2 separate regions of the Bos taurus genome follow, and region 2 is linked to region 1. A link is a contact called in public Hi-C data. All regions are on one chromosome and are shown on one strand. Each heading gives the region's core, a stretch centred on a gene start, on an enhancer-like site or on the middle of the called end of the contact. The rest is flanking DNA. Distances are from core to core; before and after follow the strand shown.

Evidence for each region. A called contact is a pair of places that touch in the nucleus more often than the background predicts.
Region 2: a contact with region 1 is called in a Hi-C map of liver, with 5 times the contacts expected there. The contact joins the promoter of BMI1 here to the promoter of DNAJC1 in region 1. A contact is called at or near these places in 2 of 11 Hi-C or Micro-C datasets (both in liver).

What each region holds. Positions count from the first base shown.
Region 1 is chr13:23,147,016-23,150,794 of ARS-UCD2.0, reverse strand. It overlaps DNAJC1 (DnaJ heat shock protein family (Hsp40) member C1), which reads left to right and starts at 2,030. Exons shown (of 12, transcript XM_025000956.2): 1 at 2,030-2,497. The coding sequence starts at 2,297.
Region 2 is chr13:23,429,341-23,433,025 of ARS-UCD2.0, reverse strand. BMI1 (BMI1 proto-oncogene, polycomb ring finger) reads right to left here and starts at 2,114. Exons shown (of 10, transcript NM_001428330.1): 1 at 1,870-2,114. It overlaps COMMD3 (COMM domain containing 3), which reads right to left. Exons shown (of 8, transcript NM_001076999.1): 8 at 3,348-3,685. The coding sequence ends at 3,643.

The DNA of each region.
Region 1 (3,779 bases), core at 781-3,280:
AACTGCAGCACGCCAGGCCTCCCTGACCATCACCAATTCCCGAAGCTTGCTCAAACTCACTTCAATCGAGTCAGTGATGCCATCCAACCATCTCACCCTCTGTCGTCCCCTTCTCCTCCTGCCTTCAGTCTTTCCCAGAATCAGGGTCTTTCCGTTGAGTCGGTTCTTTGCATCAGGTGGCCAAAGTATTGGAGTTTCAGCTTCAGCATCAGTTCTTCCAATGAATATTCAGGACTGATTTCCTTTAGGATGGACTGGTTGGATCTCCTTGCAATCCAAGGGACTCTCAAGAGTCTTCTCCAACACCACAGTTCAAAAGCATCAATTCTTCAGCACTCAGATTTCTTTATAGTCCAACTCTCACACGTGACTACTGGAAAAACCATAGCTTTGACTAGACAGACCTTTGTTGGCAAAGTAATGTTTCTGCTTTTTAATAGGCTGTCTAGGTTGTTCATAGCTTTTCTTTCAAGGAGCAAGCGACTTTTAATTTCATGGCTGCAGTCACCATCTGCAGTGATTTTGGAGCCCAAGAAAATAAATCTCTCACTGTTTCCATTGTTTCCCCATCTATTTGCCATGAAGTGATGGGACTGCATGCCATGATCTTCATTTTTTGAATGTCGAGGTTTAAGCCAACTTTTTCACTTTCTTTTTTCACTTTCATCAAGAGGCTCTTTAGTTCTTCACTTTCTGTGTAAGAGGAAACACTAGATCTCTGTCCCCCTCCCCCACACTGCCACCATGTGAAGGTATAAGAAAGAAGTCCTCTGAAACCTGGAAGAGGATTCTTACCAGAACTTGACCATGCTGACACCCAGTTTGTGGTATATTGTTACAGCAGCCCTTGAAGATTAAGATACCCCTGTTCTTGTATCTTTGAAAGTTAAGCCTCACAATGAATTTAAAATAGGATTAATTCAAGCATTATATTGTATTATTTTTAAGTATTCATAACTATTTAAAAATATTTTTTAAACTCTACAGTAATAAAAGGATTTAAGTAAGATTTACCTCCTGGATACTGTTCTTCTAACCTCTGTCAAACACAACCCCTTTTACTATGAAAGTTTTATTTTTATCCTATTGAGCTTAATTCAACTGGTGGGATCCAAAAGGAGAAAAAGGAGATCAAACTTTCAAAACTGCTGAAGCATCCTGAGTTATACAAGCAATTTATTTGTTTCCTTCTACTTCCTCAGCAAGAGTAGGGAGTCAGAGAGGAGAAATGTGAGAAAGCTAAGAAGAAAATAAGCTTCACACAAAAGAAAGCAAGAGTGGTGAGGGGATAAAAAGAATAGGAAGTGAGACACTGGTGGGAAAGAGAGAAGGTTTTTAGCTTTAATGTCTTTGAAAATAGACATCAATTGGAAAGGAGCACCAATTGTAAATGGGCTAAGGTCGATAAGCTTCACTTACCCCTAAGATTTTGAATGTCTGTTATGCTTATTACTTTCTACCTGGTTGTCTATTTTGTAGTATTATGCCTGTAAATATTATTTCATTATTAGAAGTATACTTTTTGTCTTGGTTCAAATTTTATTTCTTTTTCACCTCTATTAAAAGGAAACTTCAGACTGCTCACTAGATTTCCCCCTTTCAAGCCCTGCGTTCTATTCCTCCTGTATTTTGGGGGTATGGAATAATGAAATGTATGAAACAGAGGCTGTAATCAAAAATTCAGTTTTCAAATATGCTTTTAGTTTTCAATATCTGGGGGAGGATAAGAAGGTAGCTGTTTCACGGATACTTGGGACGTTCCAGATAGATGCGCAATGTCTGTAACTGTCCACGTCTCTTAATCTGTGCCAATATCCGTATGGCTCCGCGAAGCAAGTCAGTGACTGAGAAGCAGTTTGCTGAGGCCCAGGTCTGGGGCTCCGGCTACCCTACTTCCGGCCCCGCCTCCTCTCCCGCGGTTGCTAGGAGACGTGATGTCACCGGAAGCGAGGCCTGGGATAGGCTGAGGCGGGGGAAGCCTCTCCCCCACCCCTCGCCGCGCTACCTAAGCGCCCGGCTCTGGCTCGCCAGCTGTTGGTAGGCCTGGGTAAAGGGTGAGGGTCCGCGGAGGGTAGGGCCGCCCGCGGCTCCGTCCGCGCTCTCACTGGACGCAGCGTCCGCCGTCTTCCGCCGCCTCTGCCTTCTGTCCAAGACCGGCCGCTGGGCGGGAGAGTCCGGGGCGGCTGCCCGTGCTTCTGACTGACAAGCAGTGTTCCCACAGTCCGCGCTGCTCGCCACGTCCCCGGGTCTCGGCCGGCGGCTCTGCGCGGCGGCTGACCTCACCGAGCCCGGAGCGATGACAGCGCCTTGCTCCCGGCCGGCCCGGCTTCCTCCGCGCCGCCGGCCGGGACTCGTGCCGTTCCCGCCGCCGCTGCTGCTGCTCCTGCTGCTGGCGGCCGCGGGGCCGGCGCACGGCTGGGAGAGCGGAGACCTGGAGTTATTTGACTTGGTGGAGGAGGTGCAGCTCAACTTCTACCAGTTCCTCGGGGTGCAGCAGGTAAGTGGGGCCGCCCGCTCGCTCGAAGGCTGCATCTCCCGGGCAGAAACGTGCGGGTCGGGGCGGAAAGGAGGGGGTGGGGCCGGCTCTGACCCGGTTTTCTCCGAGGGAGCCGGGCTCGCGGGGCAAGACTTGGTCGTCCTGGGCTCGGCTGCCGTCCTCTGTCCGATTGACCACGGTCTTCTCCTAACCTGCTTCAAAGGGAATGGCCTGCCTTCCCCAGTCCCTCACCGCCCGGCTCCCCTTCTCAAGTTCCGGTCTCTGTGACAGGCTGGACGGTGCCACCAACCTGGGGTGGGGATCCCTTCCCTTTCCTCTGCCATTCTGGGGGAGATCCCTGCAGCCTGCTGTGCTGCAGGAAGGAGGAGTGGTGGGGGTAGATCTTGTACTCTTAAACCCTTTCTCTTCCTGCCTCTCTGATTGTGGAAAGGTAGTCGTGTCTCCCTCTAAATTTTCACCTTCCCAGTTACCCTTATCCTTTTAAGAGCCTCCTTTCCTGTCTTTCCGGAAAGGTAGGAATGCCTCTTAGTTGCCGTCTGGGTTGCAGAAGTTTTTCTCGCGCTGTACTTTGTAATGTGTTCAGCCTGTTGGATTAGGCAGTTGTAGCCCCGTTTAGAAATCTGCAGGAACTTGAAGCCTCTACCGTGTTGTTCGGGGAGTCGGGGAAGGAGCCGTGAAGTGCTGGGGCAGTAGAGGCACTTGGGGTGCTCCAGGAAGAGGAGCTCAGCCAGTAGCACAGGATCGTTTTCTTTTTCTTTTCGTTTCGTTTTCTTTCCTTCTTCAGCTCGACTTGTTTTTTTTTTTTTCTGATTGCTTTCTCTCTGGGAGTGCTGAATGAGTCCTACTGAGAAGATGCCATTTCACTGGTTTAACGATTATGCGGTGAAAGAATTTGAGACCTTCTGATTGAGCCCTTCATAAAAATGCTTTGAATAGTTAGGGGGCAAAAAGGTATTAATGTTTACCCACAACTGTTATTCGGGGCACACTTGCCGTGACCAGAGGTGAAATGTACATTTCGCCCCAACACGTTATCATAGATGTGTGTGAACTGTTCAGCTTAACACCAAATGGAAATTTACTTTTCAATTCAATATAAATGAATATAAAAATGCTGTTGCTGCGGCACCCTGACTTTAACGAATTTCAATTTTGTAAGAGCTATGAAGTAGTGTAAACATTGCACACTTAAAATTCTTACATGCAAACAATTTTGTGTTGTTTGTATTCATTATTTTAATCTGGTGCCACTTACTGCTAGAGACAAAGTGTACCTTATTTC
Region 2 (3,685 bases), core at 865-3,364, 280 kb before region 1:
AAAGTTGGGGTTAACTTGACTCCTAGGGAGAATTTCACCTTTTAGGGGCACTGAATGCACATCCAAGAACTTAATGATAGAGCATTAATGACTTAAGTACAACTAAATGCTCAATTTTCTTACAGAAGCGTGTGTGTGTATACAAACACACACATGCATACACAGTGGCTTAATGGCTTTAAAGATACTGTTACTAGGCATAAGTTTATACAGGTAGGTTATTTCAAACACCCTTGCACTTTGGTGCAGATGTATGGAAATGAACTTAATTATTTAAAAATTTATAAATTTGCTCATAAAATCAACCTCAAAGAAATTCTACTTAAAATAAAACTCAAATGTTAATATAGTCTTAAGTTAGCATATGCTGTTAATAATTGGCATCCTTAAGTTTCTAGACTTTAGTGTGGCTTATGTTTCCAGAACATGGGGGTTAAGGTTCCTATAAAACATAAGTTGAACTACACATAACATTCTAGGCATCACCAACCTACATTTGGATTTGAATAAGTATGCCCAGGATTTTGCCTACTTTCTGGGAAGGGGTTAATACATGCTTCTATTTCAGATACTGAACCGTGACCACTAAGCCCACTAAATCCTTTTATTGCAATTGGGAATGATCAAAGTCTCTATACTTATTTACTTCCAATTATTAACTGTAAATCTCTGGGAAAAAGATCGTGCTACATGGCTGTCAAACCCAAAAGACTGTATTAACATATGCCATCAACTTTTTAGTGCTCCTTTCTCCAAAGCATCTCTTCACCACATGACCTATGCTGACATTTAGTAAAACCTATAAAACGTTGTAGACTTAAGTCATGGTTCTAAGTGCATCCCATACTAGAGGCGGAAAAAAGAAGAAGAAGAAAAAAAAAAAAAACTGTAGTCTCTGAGACGGGGGAAAAAAAGAAAAAGGAAAAAGAGAGGAAACCTCTTGCAAGACTAACGTCCATTCACCATCATCACTCCAAAAAAAGCTCCAAATTTGAAATGCCCACTTCCCACTGAGCACCTCCCAAGTAATATTTGAAGAACTTATCCGAGACTCTCAACAAATAACACCTTGAAAACTTTACCATTTTAAACACAAACGCAGGAGACCTTGGAAACAACTGGGAACCGCCATCTTACAAGCCATCTAAATTCACCCAAGTGTCCCTCCAACTTAAGTTAATAACATTTTTGTTCGGGCTCCTTTCAGCCTAACATCCACCTTGGCGGGATCGCGGCCCCCCAAGCAACCCGTCCCTATAAAATGGGGGCGTTCTCTGGCTGTTTAAACCCCTCCAAAGCCCTTTCTTCGGGAGAGGAGGGAAGCCACTTGACCCAAGCAGCTCCCGATTTCAGGCACCCGTCCCCGTTTCATCAAAATCTACCTCTCAACAAAGGGCGCCGTGGCCGGGAGAGCCGCAGAGGCTGCAAATAGAAGTATTCTTCTCGGGGGCCATGTGCGTCGCGAGGGTGTAGAGGGGCGCTCGGGGGAGAAAGGAACTAAAACGTGGGGCCGCGCGCGGCGCGTCCGGGCTGGAGCGGGCGGCGGCTGGAGCGGCGCCGAGGCCGGCTGGCGGCGGCGGCGCGGCGCGGGCTGCGGGTCGGTCCCGGCGCCGCGGGAGTCGGCGGGCGGCGGCGGGCGCGCGCTCGCGGGCGCGGGCGGCGCGCGGGGCCGGGCGGCGCGCGGGGCCGGCGGGCGGCGGCGGGCGGCGGCGCGGGGCTCGGCGCCCACGCTGTCAGCGCCCTCCCGGCCGGCGCGGGCGAGGCGCGGTGGGGGGGGGCCGTTCCCCGTCCACCCGCGGCCGGCCTGAGTCCCGCGCGGCCCCCGCCGCCCCCAGGCCCCGTCCCGGAGGCGCCTCGCCTCCTACGTACCCGGAAAAAGCAGCCGGCGAGAGGCGATCGAAGCGGGCGGAAAAGACAATGAAAGTTAAAAGTCGTTCAGCAGAAAATGAATGTGAGCCAAGCGGCCATCTTGAAGCGAGCTGCAGACGCCGCTGTCAATGGGCAACGAGCGCAGCCGAGAGGAGCGGCGGCCGCCGCGCTCGGCTCATGCTGCCTCCCGAGCCCGGCCTCCTCCTCCTCCTCCTCCGCCTCGGCCTCCTCCTCCTCCGCGGCCTCCTCCTCCTCCTCCTTGGCCTCCAACGCCTCCTCCTCCTGGGCCTCCTCCTCCTCCTCGGCCGCCGCCGCCGCCTCCTCCCGCTCCGCACTCGGGGGAGGGAGCGCGCGGAGGGGGCGCAATCAGTATTATTCTGCGGGGCTGGGAGGTGTTTCTAATCCGGATCGGGGCTCCCTCGCCAACATCCCCATTGTCTCGCCCCGATCTCTGCCTTTAATACTACGATTATTATTTCATAGTTGCCGTTGGTGGGGAGGAGGGCGGGTGGGGGGCGCCGTGTGTGTGCGTGCGGAGAGGCGGGGGGAAGGGAGGAAGGCTGAGGACGGGGGAGGGGAGGGTGGAAAAAAAAATGCACCGCTGAAGGCAGAGTGGAAACTGACACCGGCTCCAAAATGGCTCAGAGTCCGCCCGCCCCCTCCCCCCGCCACCCCCCCACCGGGTCACGTGCTCCCCTCATTCCTTAAGGGCGGCCTGGGAATTAGTGTCGGTGTAGTCGGGCCCGCGGCCGCCCCCTCCCCTCGGAGCAGCGCGACCCGGCCCCCTCCTCCTCCTCGCTCGGCGCGGCGGCGGCGCTGGCGCGGCTGCGGAGACATTTCTCCACAGCGCCACACGCGCCACCCTGCTCTCGGCGCGGGCATCGCTCCGGCCCCGCACGCAGCTCAGCCCACCCCAGCCCCCGTTATTTCTTTCTCTCCGCGGTCCGTCTCCGCCCGCGGCACACAAGTCCGCGAGGAGACCGCCGGCCGACAGCCCCGCTCGGCCCCACGGGCTGCGGCCCAGACTCCGGCGCCGCGTCGCGGAACCTGCGCCCGAGTTGGGCTCGCGGAAACAACAGCGCCCGCCCCAGTCTTCCCGCGGCCGCGCCGGCCCCCTTTCCCGCCCGCCAGTGGCCGAGGCGGGGCGCGCGCGGGCAGCCGCTCGCTCCAGGCAGGGGCTCCGCGCGGGGCCGGCCCTCCCAGGCCTCTGCAGCCCCGCGGGCGAGGGTCGGGCAGCGGGCGAGCCCTCGGGCGCAGTTAACGGAACGGACTGGCTCCCGCCGCTGGGCGACCGCGCCCGCTCCCCACGTCCCGAAGCTGGGGTCTTCAAGCAACCCCGGAGATGGCATCCTTTCCAGTGTGTTTAACTTTAATCTTGAGGAGAGGAGATCGTTAAAAGTTAACGCCAATCCTGTCTATGTCTTCAAAGTAATAATTAACAAACTCAAATCCAGACAAACTCTCACCACTCTTTTTGTGGGAACAACTTATTTATTCAGAATGTAATACTGTCTGCTTCCTTTTGGAAGACGTGGAAAAGATCAAATGGGATCAAATGTACGGATAATACTAAAGATTCAAATACTTAGGCAGAAATTCCCTCTTAACCCTTCCACAGGTGTAAAAAAGTGTCAAAACTTATGAGTGACAGAAATCCAAAAGAAAAAAATCTGCTCTGAAAAGGAAGACACCCAGCTCGCAGAAATGGTTCAGCGGACGGCAAGACGTTCCTGGTCTTCCTCTAGATCCGGGCAGATCGTTAACTTTCCCAAGTTACAACTGAGTTGCTCTTTCCAGGCTTTTCGAAGCATCTTTA